Linked DNA regions of Mus musculus: region 1 is linked to region 2. A link is a contact called in public Hi-C data. All regions are on one chromosome and are shown on one strand. The core of a region is the stretch at or near the end of the contact, and the rest is flanking DNA. Distances in the headings are between cores, read along the strand shown. Region 1 overlaps Gpr156 (G protein-coupled receptor 156). Region 2 holds the start of Gpr156 (G protein-coupled receptor 156).

The links. A called contact is a pair of places that touch in the nucleus more often than the background predicts.
Region 1: a contact with region 2 is called in a Hi-C map of cerebral cortex, with 4 times the contacts expected there. The contact joins the enhancer-like site here to the promoter of Gpr156 in region 2. A contact is called at or near these places in 1 of 39 promoter capture datasets (embryonic stem cells), 8 of 484 Hi-C or Micro-C datasets (cerebral cortex, cortical neurons, embryonic stem cells and 1 more), 2 of 115 datasets of contacts at active chromatin or transcription factors (embryonic stem cells and neural tube) and 3 of 9 other capture datasets (adipose tissue, embryonic stem cells and pancreatic islet).

What each region holds. Positions count from the first base shown.
Region 1 is chr16:37,970,440-37,977,379 of GRCm38.p6, forward strand. The region is part of intron 3 of Gpr156 (G protein-coupled receptor 156); the gene reads left to right. Gm36225 (a long non-coding RNA gene) reads right to left here. Exons shown (of 5, transcript XR_876064.2): 5 at 6,550-6,927. Among named protein-coding and RNA genes, the nearest start is that of Gm36225, 14 kb to the right of the region's middle. Within about 2 kb of position 3,587, at least 55 of the 459 cell types and tissues checked have an H3K27ac peak or open chromatin away from gene starts, as enhancers often do. A contact at or near this core is called in cerebral cortex and cortical neurons, where this site is marked.
Region 2 is chr16:37,911,359-37,918,476 of GRCm38.p6, forward strand. It overlaps Gpr156 (G protein-coupled receptor 156), which reads left to right and starts at 5,138. Exons shown (of 10, transcript NM_153394.2): 1 at 5,138-5,257.

The DNA of each region.
Region 1 (6,940 bases), core at 2,337-4,836, 58 kb after region 2:
CCCCTGTTTGAGAAGGACATCGGAGCTACTACCACACCTAAGCAGCCTCCCGAAGAGACCTGGTAGCAGTTATCAAGGATCTTTCTGGGTTTTAGATATTCCTGTGTAGGCCATCAAAATAAACACAGGTTGACCGGAGAACTCCCAGAAGAGTTTCTCTTGGTTGTCCCTCTCTCTGAAGCTTTTGTCCCCACCCATCCCTTATCATCACCTAGCCTCCTAAAAGAGCATCCTCCTTAGCACCTCCATCTTCTTCTCCGCAGTCATTCTTCTTCAGCCCATTCCTCTGACTCCATGGAAAGGTCATTAAGTCTGATTCCTTCCTAAGCCAGAGTCACTAAATCAAGGTGCTTGTTAGCACTGTGCCTGGCTTCATTCTGGTCTTAGATAAGGTTTCCATTGCTGTGAACAGACACCATGTCCAAGGCAACTCTTATAAAGGACAACATTTAGTTGGGGCTGGCTTACAGTTTTAGAAGTTCAGTCCATTTCCATCATGGTGGGAAGCATGGCAGCATGCAGGTAGACATGGTGCTGGAGGAGCCAAGAGGTCTACAACTTCATCCAAAGGTAGCCAGAAGAAGACTGTCTTTTCCGCACTGGGCAGAGCTTAAGCTTAGGTGCATCAAAGCTGACCGCCACAGTGACACACTTCCCCTAACAAGGCTAGGCCTCCTCCAACAAGGCCACACCTCCTAATAGTGCCACTCCTCGTGGGCCAAGCATATTCAAACTACCATAATTTTCCTTCCTGAACATTCTCACTTCTTAATTTCTACCTTTTTAAAAATCTAGTTCTAGCGGCTTAGAGAGATGGCTCAATGGTTAGCAGAGTTTGTTGCTCTTCCAGAGGACCCAAAGTTTAGTCTCTAATACCTACCTCAAGACATTCACAGCCACTTGTAGCTCCAGCTCCAGAAGATCCAACACCCTCTTCTGGCTGCCACAAGCAGTACACTCATGTACACAAGCGCACACAAGCGTGCACGTGTGCACGTGTGCGCGCGCACACACATATACACTCATATACACACTCATGCACTCCCACACACAATTAGCTGTTCCTTTTCCATCAGCTTATAGGATAGAAGGTATAATCCCTGTCTGTCAAGATGCAGAGCCAACACCACCAAGCCATCACTGGGGCCAAGGCTTAAGGACACTAGACAATAGCAGAAACCAAGAACCAAAAGCCAGCTGCAACATGAATTCAAACTGGATTCAAGCCAGTGAGTAAAATCAGGAGGTATAATGGGAAACCAGCCAAGGTTCTAGATCCGAGCCAGCAACGGGTTCTGAAGCCAGGGGACTCCCTGTAAAGGGCACCACAGGCTGAGTGTACCTCAGGCAGGCCCTCTGTATCACTCTTGCTGACACTGCCAGACAAGCGGGGGCCTTTGAGGAGACAGCTGAAAAGTGGTGACCTACTAACACTGTTACAGCACGTTAGCAAACCCGGGTCAGAAAAGGCCTCTGGAAAGGGTTCATTAATCAGGGAGGTTTGAGCAGGGTCCTGGGAAGCTGGGACCCATTCGGGAAAGAAACAAGAGTCAGAATCTGTGGGTCAGCTGTGCCAGCATTATCCCCACCTGGTGGAAACCCACAGGCAGGTCTTTTCACGTTAAAATGGGAGTCAGGGCCAGGTGAGAGGCTCAGGGCCCTGGTGGGGACAGAGCAGAGGGGAGCAAGCAGGTTTCCTTTGTGGTTCTCTTCTTTCCCACTTTTCCAAGACCTGGATCCCTAACACCCATCTAAATCTAATGATTAATTCATTTGACAGGCATTCAATAACATAATAAGGTACTACTAAAAGAGCCAAATCCAAGGTGCTCATTGGTACAAGGCTAGGCCAGACTCAGCCCTGGGGTCATAAATTCCCAGATTCTGGCCTGATAGAGAACCATTCTTGCAAGTATTCGTGAATTCAGCATTCCTCAAAGATTCCCAGACACACCTCGGCCATTCTCCTGCTGTAATAAACCTGAAAACTGTACAGGGAGAAACAAGAGAGCAAAGATGGATTTGCAAGTCACCAGGGAGCTGGCGCCTTGTGATTGGATACTTCTGTCGGCCAATGGTGTTTGCCTATGCTTTTTGCCCTACTTAGAACCAGGGCGGCTGCTCTGACGTTTTTTTTTTTTTTTTTTTTGGAAGTGCTACAAGAGTCTTGCTAGAAGTCACCCCTGGCCTTTCCTACAGTTGCAGTGGGAGGGAGAACGGAAGTGGAAATCTCTATGTGAACAATTTGCTACTTGTCTGGAACTGGAGCCCTCGGGTAGAAGAGTTGAGGAAAAGGGGAATTTTTCCCCCTATGTATCTATTGCCCCCTCTTGCTGTTTAAAAGCACATTTGAAATATTTTTCAATTGTGTGAGATGTGGAAATACACATTTGGGAATTTGGGGTTTTTTTGTTGTTGTTGTTTTGTTTGGTTTCAAAATCACTATCAAATGCAACCATAATACTCCTAGATGAAGCAGGCTTCCTCAATAAGAGCTCTTTCTGCTTCCCCTTTCTGCTCACTAGGGGTCTTCCCTGTCCCTTTCACTACTGTCCTACACCTGAGCCCACACAATGAGGTAACAGGCGTTTGCTCTGAAATGGAAGTCTAAATTTCCGTATTTCAGCTTTTAAAATGCTTACAAGGATGCAGTTTTGAATTGGTATTCTCTTATGTTTGTAGCCCAGGAGAGCTATGAATTCTGAAATATGAAATATGGGCCATGGAGATAGCTCAGCAGGTAACGACACTTGTCACTAAGCTGGATGCTCTGAGATCTCACGTGACAGGAGGGCAGAGTCAGCTCCTGTGAGTTGTTCTCTGAACCCTCCATGTGTGACATGGTACACAGATGCCAACGCACACACAAAGAAATGTAATTTTTAAAAATTTAAATCTATATATTCTCGTGTGTGTGTGTGTGTGTGTGTGCGTGCGTGCATGGTGTGTAAGTATGCCTGTGTGCATGTGTGTGTGTGTCTGTCTGTCTGTCTGTGTCTGTGTGCGCGTGCACGGTGTACAAGTGTGCCTGCATACACGTGTATGTGAGTCCATTCGTGTGTGTGTGTGTGTGTGTGTGTGTGTGTGTGTGTGACTGTGTGTGTGTGTGAGACTGTGTGTGTGTGTGTGTGTGTGTGTGTGTTAAATTGCCCTGGATAGAGAGAAAAGAACTGTTAGTGTTGAATTACATTTTTATTCTATTTTACAAGAGGAATAAGAAAGGAATCTTTGTAGTGAAAATGTTGAAACCCGGGGAAGAGGTAGCCTCACGAGCTGAGGGCAGAGGTTCTGTCCCATCTGCTTTGCCATTCCCACTTCTTAATGCTTTGATAGGTTCCTATTCAGGAATTAATGTTTGACACAAAAATGGCCATGAATGAGAGGAGCTGCCAGGAAAGCACAGGACACTGAGACCATCGGCTAAAGGAGAATCTGGGGCCAGGACGTTTGGCAAGTTTTCTTTTGTGCTTAATAACTAAAGCTTATATTTGGATGATCGGTTGATTGGGCTATAAAATCCACCACATCTCTGGAATCCAGGTCAGTCTGTTCTTACTGGCTAAGGAAGTGAGGCAGAAATGCACGTGACTGGCTTGCTGATAAGCCTGCAGCAGGGGAAAGACGCAGTGGCTCAAATGATTTGAAAAGGAAGGAGCTGGAAGGCGTCTTGGGTCTCATCGGATTTGACTACTGCTAATCGTTTGGTTTATTCTGTAGCCCTGTCCTTCCGGGTCCTTTATAGCTTCAGTGACTGTAGGTCCAAAATGACAGGCTGGTGGGTGGAAATTTTCCCCTCTCCAGATTAAAATAAATCTGTGCAAGCACTGAGGACTACAGAAAAGCAGTTGAGCTGAGAGAGGCCAGGCCCACCCAGCACTCGAGGCTTTAAGGATATAAAAGAAGTTATTACTTCCCCTGTCCAGCTGCAAACAGCTGGACGGTCCAGGATGAGCAGGTTTTCTGAAGCCAGGGAGAGTGATGTGTGCTGTTCACTTCTGTCACTAACAGCCACTGAAAGTTAGGAAGCTGTGTGGTCAAAGATGAGGTCTACCTCACAGAGCTGAGCCTCATGACCTGGGAGGTGTGTTAGACAAAAGCATTTCCTAGGAGAATTCCCCTGGAAGGATTCCGCCAATGGAAAAGAGCTTTTGGAGTAGCCTGATCTCATTGGAGACAAGTGAACATACGTGTGCACATGCATATGTGAATGAATACTCCCACAGACCCTTCGGTTTCCTAGAAACAGAGGCTGAGAGCGCACAGAGCTTCACAAATACCCTGTTAGGATCTCTCGTTTATTTTCAGGCTTCCTTCATCGCTATGCTGAGAGGAAAGCCCAGGAGAGCCTCACCCACACGAGACTCCTCAGTGAGGACTCAGCTTGGTCAACACCCATAGCCTGCAGAAACGCATTGCACATAGAGACCCCAAAATAACTGGTCTTTCTGTGTGCAGTAACATCAGGGAAGCCTCAGCCATTCCAGAGAAGTCCAGAAAGACACCCAGAAGCCACTTCTGTTACCCAGCAGACCTCCTTGTCTAACGCATGGACATTAAGCCAGTTCATGACACCCTCTGATCTCTAGCACTTTGGTGATCACCGGCAGGGGCTTATAGTCGCCTTAGAGAAGGAAGTTCCAGGACAGATGCTGGGAGAGCAGCTGAGAGGCTATTGCAAGGAAGACTTTGATCAGTTGGTGGCAGCAGAGGTAGAGAAGAAGCAGCTGAGTTCTGGTTGTATTTCAAGAATAGAACCAATGAGGTTTCACAACAGATTGGATGTGGGAAGGAAGGAAGAGTCAACAATGACGCCAAGGTTTTGGGTCCAAGCAAACGGAGATGGAGGGTGGAGAAACAGCTTTCAGGAGAAGACAAGGAGTTAAAGTTTTAATGGACTGTGGTTTAAAATTAAAAAGATCAGATGTGGTGGTACACACCTTTAATTCCAGCTCTGGTCAAGCAGAGGTATGTGAATCTCTGTGAGTTCAATTCCAGCCTGGAACGCATAGCAAGTTCAAGAATAGTCAGGGATACACAGTGAGTCCCTACCTCAAGTTGGAGAGAAAAGAACATATATATGTTTAAGGTTCCTGGAAGTGGATCTATTCCAAACGACAAGACACAGGATTCAGAGACCCTGAGGCGAAGTAGGATGAAATCATTGTGACTAAAGGATTTTAAGCTTGGGATGTTGAAAGGTCATTGATCTCTCTGGGTGGTCCTCGAAGGAGGCTTGAGTGGGATAAAGACGCAGGGCAGTGCACAGTTGAAGCACAAATGGTCGCACTAGTATTAGTTTGAGGTGTGCAGAATTCGGATCATTTAACTCGAACATTAGAAACGGGCAAAACAGCAAACGGATCAGACCTGTGGCACCATGACCATGCAATGTGATAAAGTTGGACTTTTGCACGACATAGGTTTATAATCCCATTATAACAAAGATCAAAAGCGGCGGACTGAAGGAGAAATTCAACAAGTTCTCCACGTCGGAATCTTTATTGTTGCACAGCAGAGCTGTGAATGACCCTGTATTTGTTTTTAGGTGTATCAAAGCTCAGTGGCAGGGCTGGAGAGATAGCTCAGTGATCAAGACCACGGACTACTCCCGGCCATTCCAGAAGCTCCAAGTTCAATTCCTAGTGAGCACATGGTTCACAGCCATCTGTCACTCCTGCTCCAGGGAATCTAACATCTGCTTCTGCCTTCTGAGGGCATCAGGCAGGCAACTGGTGCACAGACATGCATGCAGACCAAACACCCACACAGGTTAAATGAAACAGAACAAAACTACTCCATGCTAGCTAGCATTCACATCAACTCAACAGGGATCTTACAAGGCATGCCCCATGACGCTATAAGGGAAGTTTCCTTCTAGTGTAGCTGTAGGATATCAGGATGTACCCTCCCCTGCTCCCCAACCTTGAACCATGCTTCCAAATTCAGTAACTCCAAGTCCCCTTAGCTCAGAGGCCCACGTGAGAGTTGGAGGCTGTCACAGGCGTCGGAGTCCTGGAGTGACCATGCAGGATTAAACAAGTTCTGAGGATGTTTATTTACATGAACTGAGTCTTTACTGGACTCAAACAAATTGAAAAAGTAAATTGAGAAAAGCCCTTGCCTCCCATTTCCAGGCAATAATGAAGAGGAAGATAAAAGTGAGATCATTACATAATCCTTTTAAAAGGAGAGATTGTTACATAATCTTTATTTAAAAAAAAAAAAAAAGTCACCCAGTCTAGACTTTTAACTCTTCATACTTGGAACACAAGTCTTATCACTATAATTATTTAAATCTCCTGGCTTTGTGAAAACTAATTAGTGTTTGTGGGTGAATGAAAACTATACAGTTTTGTAGAATTCACCATTTAGTTCAGTAGAAAAGTAAGATGACTTGGTGGTTGAATGCCTCCCAACAGGGCAAAGACAGTCCCCAGACAAGCCATTCACCTGCTGGATCGGAGCTGATTGGCGTCAAAGTGCCTGCCCAGGTGTTCAATCAGCCAAACAAAGCGGGCTCATCATCTCCCATTCAGTTTTTATGGCGATATTGTCAGTAAAACTTCTCAAGAAAAATACCAAAAAATACACATCTGGGTCCATAGCATATTTAATGTGAACAGTGGGTTTGCACCAGTGCTTGCCTTGTGAACACTAGAAAAATGTCTGTTTTTTTTCAATAATCACTAAACTGGGCTCCTCTTCACTAAGTCAGAAAAGGGAAGAATTCCAAATCAGGATTCGTGCAATACTGGATCATGCAAACAGGATGGAGTTGTGGTGTCCAAATCAAGTAGATGCAGTGAAGAGCAGAGCCGCAGACCTACCCGTCAGCCATGTAGCCAGAGAAGATGTGTGTCTATGAAGCCCTGGCCAGTGCGCTGTCAAGAAGGGGACATCAGATAGTCAAGGCTTCTGTGTAGGAGTCTGTGAGAGGCAA
Region 2 (7,118 bases), core at 3,888-6,387:
ATCTCCCTTCACTTTACAACAAGATCTCTTCAATTCAGTCACAACAGGCCTCTTGCCTTGGGCATCCTGGCAATACTCAGGAAGTCTTTTCCTTGGGGCAATTTCAAGGTAAAACTTGTAGGAGTTTGCTTTCAATTCTAAAAGGAATGAATGAAAAGGGAATCAAGATGAGAGTCTGAAATAGAAGTTATGGTTTTGAGAGATGGGCTGGGATGGATACAAAGCTTAACCTAGTCAGGTAACAACAGCTAACTGACAGTCTATTGATATAAACTCGGGGAATAACAATGCTTCTATCTATATGAAAACATCGCATCTGCCAGTTGGACACACACACTGAAGTGTCTGAAGTGAGCACAGTAATAAACCTAATAGATTGCTCTGTTTATCAATATCGAGTGATCACTTTGATCTTTTTTGACTAATTTTGTCTCAAAGTCTGCTTTGTCTGATATGAATAAAACAACACCTGATTGATTTCTGATTCTGCGAACTTAGAGTATTTTTATCTTTTTATTTCAATTTGTGTGTCTGTTACTGAGGTGAATTTCTTGCAGGCAGTGAATAGTAGGATCTTACTTTTAATGTTAACATTTAAAAGCAGTCTACATTTTTCACTGGAGCGTTTAGGTCTGCAGTGATCTATATTGAAAAGTCAGAGAGTCTCAAACAGATTACCTAATGATCAAGTCAACGTCTTTAAAATAAAAAGAGCAAATGAGACCTGAAATACATAGATGGAAAGAAGTAATAAAACGCTAGAAATTAATGAAAAGCAGATGAAAAGAATAATACAAAGGGACAAGACAAAGAGGTGATTCTTTGGAAATCTGGCAAACTCTTAGCAAAGAAAACCAAAAGAAAATGAGAGAAGGGGGGACTGGAGAGATGGCTCAGTGGTTAAGAGCACAGACTGCTCATGAGTTCAAATTCCAGCAACTACGTGGTGGCTCACAACCATCCGTAATGAGATCTGATGCCCTCTTCTGGTGCATCTGAAGACAGCTACAGTGTACTTAGATATAATAATAATAATAATAATAATAATAATAATAATAATAATAAATCTTTTTTTAAAAAAAGAAAATGAGAGAAGACCCGAATAGTTCCAGCAGATACCACAGAACCAGAGGATCACTAGAGAAGAGTTTGAAATCATATCTTCCATTAACTGGAAAATGTTGAAAATACTAAAACACAACCAATAGTACATAACACACTATACAGATCGCTAACAAGCAAAGGGAATGGAGCAGTAATGAAGAGCCTCAACAACGAGAAGCCCGGGACCTGGTAGATCCACTGGTGAATTCTATAAGACTTCTAAGGAAGCACACCAATACCCACACCGCCCCCTTAGACAGAAAGGAAAGGGACATTTTCAAAAAACAGCGCACAGATTCCATCTCACACCAGTCAGAGCAACTATCGTTAATAATAATAATAATAATAATAAAGATGGGAGAGTGGATACAACGACACTTGCAGCTTGCATGTGAGGACTAGAATTTGGGGATTCCTCACCCCAGGGCAAGCTGACTAGTTAGACTAGGCAAATCAGCAAGCTTGGGTTCAATGAGAAACTCTGTCTGGATAAATAAGGTGGAGAGAGACTGAGGAAGACAGCCGGTATCACCCTGTGGCCCCCATGTGCAAGTGCACTTGCAGACATGTGGATACACATGTAAACATAGATGTACACCAAACACACATATGAATGAGGGAGGAAAGGGGGTGGAGCCAGAAGGGGGTGGGGATCTCGTACACTATTGTGAGAACACGAAAGAATCCAGCTGTTAAGGAAGTCAGTATGGAGGTTCCTTGAAGTCCTAAATACAGATCTGCCTGATGATCCAGCTGTAGTATTTTTTGCATCTATCCAACTACAATAAATGCAGCATGCAGAAGCCAGAACTGCTCACCCACTTTTATTGCAACAGTATCAATAAAGGCTACATTGTAGAATTAACCTCAGTACCATCAGTGAATGGATGGATAAAGAGAATGTGGTGTGTATGTATGGTAGAGTACTGTTCAGTCAAAGAATAATGAAGGGCTGGAGAGACGGCTCAGTGGTTGCAAGCATGCTGCTCTTGCAGAGGCCCAGAGTTCAATTCCCACACCCACATCAGGGTTCATAATCACCTGGAACTTGAACCTCATAGGATCTATGTTATCTTCTGGCCTCTATCTCCATGGGTACCCATATGTACATGCGCATATCTACATGGACATGAATAAAAGTGACAAATCTGTTTTGAAAAGAATAATGAAATTATGTCACTTGTAGTAAAATAGGTGAGGATACATAATTTCAATTTATCTGAATTTGTTAACATTTAAAAACATATTTTGAGTAAATAGACTTACATTACATTCTTCTTTCCCTTTTGTACCCCAACTCCTCCCAGCGAGCCCCCAAAAACTTGTAACACCTTTAGTTTTTTATCATATTCTTTAAAAATTTATAAAATATTGTAACAATAAAAATGAGTATTATAAAAGTTGTTTGATTTAAAACAACAATCAATTGAACAGTCTTATGTAGATGTTTTAAACCTGTTTTTTAAAAAGATTGTGATCACATATTTGGGAGACTGAAGCAGGAGGGCTGCCATAGGTTTGAAGTTGGCCTGAGATACATGCCACGTGAGTCCTGTTTCAGGAAATTATATATGATATATATTTCAATATATAATTTATAGTAATAAAATATAATTTAATTTAACAAATTTTAATTCATTAATACATTTATTATTTAATACATTTAAACCTTTTAAAAGTAAAATAAAAGCATGTGTGGCCAGTGCCTTGGGAGAATGATGCCGAGGTAAAAGCATCCTTTGTCTTGTACACTCTGGAAGTTGCTAGGGTGACAGGAAGATACACCCCGTTGGGGCATACAACCCAACCTAGCGCTGTTACAGACACAGAATGCTGGGAAGGAGACATTAACTCATCTCACAGATCTGAATGATAAACTCTGGAAGAATGATGCTGACAAGGCATTTGCTTCAGACATTGAAGGTTGGGGGGAAGGGCAAGTCAACAGGTAAAGATGTGGATGAGGGAAGTGGGGAGGACTAAAAGAAACAGATGAATTGGCTTGACAACCCAGGGTGTGTGTATTCAGAACCCAGCAGTTAAGCTTGAGTGGACCGAGGGTTGGAAAGCCAGCCTGCTCGCCCCAATTGTGAGAGCTCAGGCTTAGAATTGCACAGGGGCCTCACTGTGAGCTTAGGGGGGTGGTTTGCTTGTTTTATTATGAAAGTGGCGTTCTTAAGTCTGTGCTGATGGTGGGGAGACCGGAGGCAAAAAAAACCTGTTAGGAAACTATTAAAATGATCCAGCCCAAGGTAATTAAAACTTAACAAGGGCAGCAGTGTGGGAATGCAGAGAAGAGTCTCCAGAAACACCTCTTAGGTAAATATGGTAGATCCAGGTGGGAGATGAAAATTGGTGCGCAGTAATTGAGGGGCTGCGGGATAACTCAATGGAAAAAGGACAATGGGGTGAGGGAGAAGGGGGGGGCAAGCTGGAAAAGGGAGTCCGATATAGAAGAGCAGTGAGAGTAACTGGTTATTGTTTTCTGGGGGAGTCTGAGGTAAGAGAACAGGCAACGGAGATCAGAGGGGAAATTCTTAATGGGGAGCGACAGACTCAAGATCCAGCTTTGGACACTGAAGTGAGAGTGATGGAGAAAGACTGTGCCAGAAACGTGACTGTGCGTGCATACACGTGGAGTGCAGAGCACTGATGGTAGTTGTCTCCCTCAATTATGCTCCACAGTGATTCTGAGACAGACACTCCCACTGCACCTAAAGCTTACCAATGTAAACTGGCCGTCCAGCAAACCCCAGAAATCTGCCTGTCCCCTTCGCTGCCTCCAGCCTTGAGATTACAGGCAGAGGCTTTTGTTGGGGAACCCCAGCAGGTCCTCACGCTTCCAGAGTGATTGCTCTACCACATGAGGCATTGTTCCAACATCCCTGTCCTGGGCTTTTAAACTGAGTAACCCCAAAAGTGGAGAATCAAAGGGGGCCTCCCCAATGACAGCATCTAACTGCACAGAACAGAAACTCACATTTTGCTCAGTGTCTCACATTCAGGACAAGATGTGAGAAACACGCATTGTCCTGAATAAAACGTTTGCTTCATTTCTTTCCCCATATTTTCCTCTCCAATGAAGTATTTTCCTGTGAAAAGAAGCCTTTGGGTGAAATAGTGAGGGAGGGGTTAAAAAATTTTAAAGCCAATCCTCCTTACCATGTGTGATCTGAACCCTGAAGTCCTACTCGGTTCCCCCTCCCCTCCTGTCCCTAAAATATGTGGTCAAAATGTGGTGTTTGAAATGCAAGCCTTTAATCCCAGCCCTCCAGCGGCAGAGGCAGTCGAACTCTGTGAGTTCGAGGCCAGCCTGGTCTCCAAAGTGAATTCCAGGCCAGCCAGGGCTGTTACACAGAGAAACCTTGTCACGGGAAAACACATGCACACACACACAGACACACAGACACACACACACGCATTCCTATTATAAGCAACATTCTTGTCTTTCTAAAATAAACACAAGCTCAATGTAAAGAATCAAAAAATGCCCAAATAAAAAATGAAGAATGAGGAAAAAGAAGAGATGAGAGGGAAAGGCGGGGAGTAAGAAAAAGAAGAGGGAAGGAGAAATGCAAAAGGCCAAGGGAAAGCTAATGGATAACCTCCCCCCGTATCAAAACAAAACAAAAACAAAGCAAAACAAAACAAACAAACAAACAAACAAACAAACAAACAAAAAACCAGAAACCGGGATCTGAGACTGAGGAACCAGGCACAGGACCTGCTCCGGAGGTCTGAGCATCCTCGGGCTACAGGGCTCCTCAGACCGGCGCTGCAAGCGGCTCTTTGAGCACAGCAGCAGGAAGTCGCCCAGAGAACCGCTCAAACAGGAGTGGACGTCTTTGGAGGAGTGGAGGATGCGGGAGTAAAGGGACTCCGGAGTAGAGAGGCCTGCAGCCGAGCGCAGGGTCCGGTCGCGGCGCGGGGTGGCGCCAGAGGAGGGACGGCGGTCAGACAGAGGAGGAGGCGACCCGCAGGGCACCGCGCACACCGCACAGCCGCCACTCCGGCTGTCTACGAGGCGATGGGCGCGGTCCGCGTCCCTCCCGCCACCTTCCAAACCCGAGAGCCCACCAGAGACCGGAAGAGCACGCGCGTCCCAATCCCGGCCGCGGGCTCGGCGCATCTCTGCGGACGGGGACCCCGCAAGGTGAGCACAGTGCGCCCTTGAAGACCCCAGATTTTGTAGGACCTCCCTATGGACACAGACACCTCCAGTAAGAAATGGAGAGGGCAGGAGTCCCTTCTCCTATTCAAAACCTGAGCAGGATATTCAGAAATGATTTAAGAAGTCCAAAAAGTAGGGAAGAGCGCGTGGCCACGCATCAGGGATGGCGTTGATAATTTGGGAGGAAAAAGGGGAGGGGAGAGTGAACCCAGTGTGACTTCTCTATTTTATTGAATAAGCAACAAAGTGCTCAAAAAGGAGATCTCAGAACTATTTCCCACACTCGGGTGATTTCCAAGCGTGACCCCAAATCTACCCTGCAGGTGCAAGCTCACCCCGAGGGCAGGGTGGTGAGCTGACGTTCCCCCACCCCCTCTCTGAAGTCTGAGAAGAAAGTTTTACTACACCGCCTATGTTCTGTGTGGAGGCTTTGTTCCTGGGCACTGGAGGAGTGACCCAGGCTCCTGAGCATCCTTGGATCTGACCAGCAGCAGTTTCCAAGCGTGTTGTAGAGGCTTCCACTTAGAAAGTTGGGCATCACGTGCTACTTCCTTAATGCTTTCTGTTACCTGTTAACATTTCGAGATTAAACTGTGTAGGGAAGACGGTGTAGCCACTCTACCCATTTGTTTATTTTCTGGATGCATGAGAACTAGGTACCTCTGATAAACCTGTTTTCCCAGTGTATTCCTTAAACAAGCTGTGGAGGGAGATGCTAAGAGTGTGAATACTTCATTGAAAAAGAAGAGTTTTCAGATGGGAGTTTAAAACCACCATATTTGTTGGTGTGTTAATTAAGCAGCAAGGCCGCCAAAGAGGGTGGGGGAGAAACACCTTTTCTCCACCAATAGCTGGATTCTCCCAGGAGTTGGAACACCAGCCAGGCTTCCAAGTTTGTAGTTTTAACTGCTGCAGAAGGAACAAATGGGTGTATCCAGATAAATGAGGAGGGAATCACTTGTCTGGGGGCTGTAGACACTTTGACTCTGGGATATAAAGTGCCTTGGCAGGCTGGCTTGAGTTGGGACTCTCTCAGAAAGAGAGGGGGCTCCCTGGTCCCATTTTGTCTGTGTGATTCCCCTGCAGGACCACCACTGTATCTGGCATATTCTTTCTGCTTCTCTATCATTGCCCCCAGCTTTAGCTTCTCTCTGTTCCCTAGAGTTGGTCTGGTCAGAGGCAAAGCCTTTATGGAAACTTGGGAATAGAGAAGCCCAGTCTTGGGAAAACAGGAATGTCCTTCAGCAGAGACCAGGAGGGCAAATAGCTAAAAGCAACTTCTGTCCTAGAGAGTGGAAGAATGAGCAAAGGAATGAAGTTAACTAAAAAGAAGCGGCCTCAGACACACCATTTTGTTTTGATTTGTTTTGGTTTCTCAGGACCGGGTTTCTTTGTACAGCCTTGGCTATCCTGGAATTTGATCTGTAGATCAGGTAGCCTTGAACTCACAGAGATCCAGGTACCTCTACTTTCCAGGTGCTGGAATTAAAGGTGTGTGCTACTATGCTAGGCCTAAGGACTACACTGTTTCACGATGAGGGCTCCTCTATTACATTTTCTTGCTATTTGTCCATAAGGGCATTTGAAAGTTTTATTGGAAGAAATAGAGGCCCCTAAGAAGTGCCCTCTCTCCTCAGATTCACCGTTAAAAAAATACCCTTGTGCGTGCATGCATGTTTGTGTGTGATAGAGAGTGTATGTAGTGTGTGTGTGTGCATGCATGTACATGTGTGTATGTGTGTGAGTATTTGTGAGTATGTGTGTATGTGTGAGAGTGTGTGTTTCCATATGTCTATGTGTGTGCGCGCACATGTATGTATGTGTTTGTGTGTGAATGTGTGTG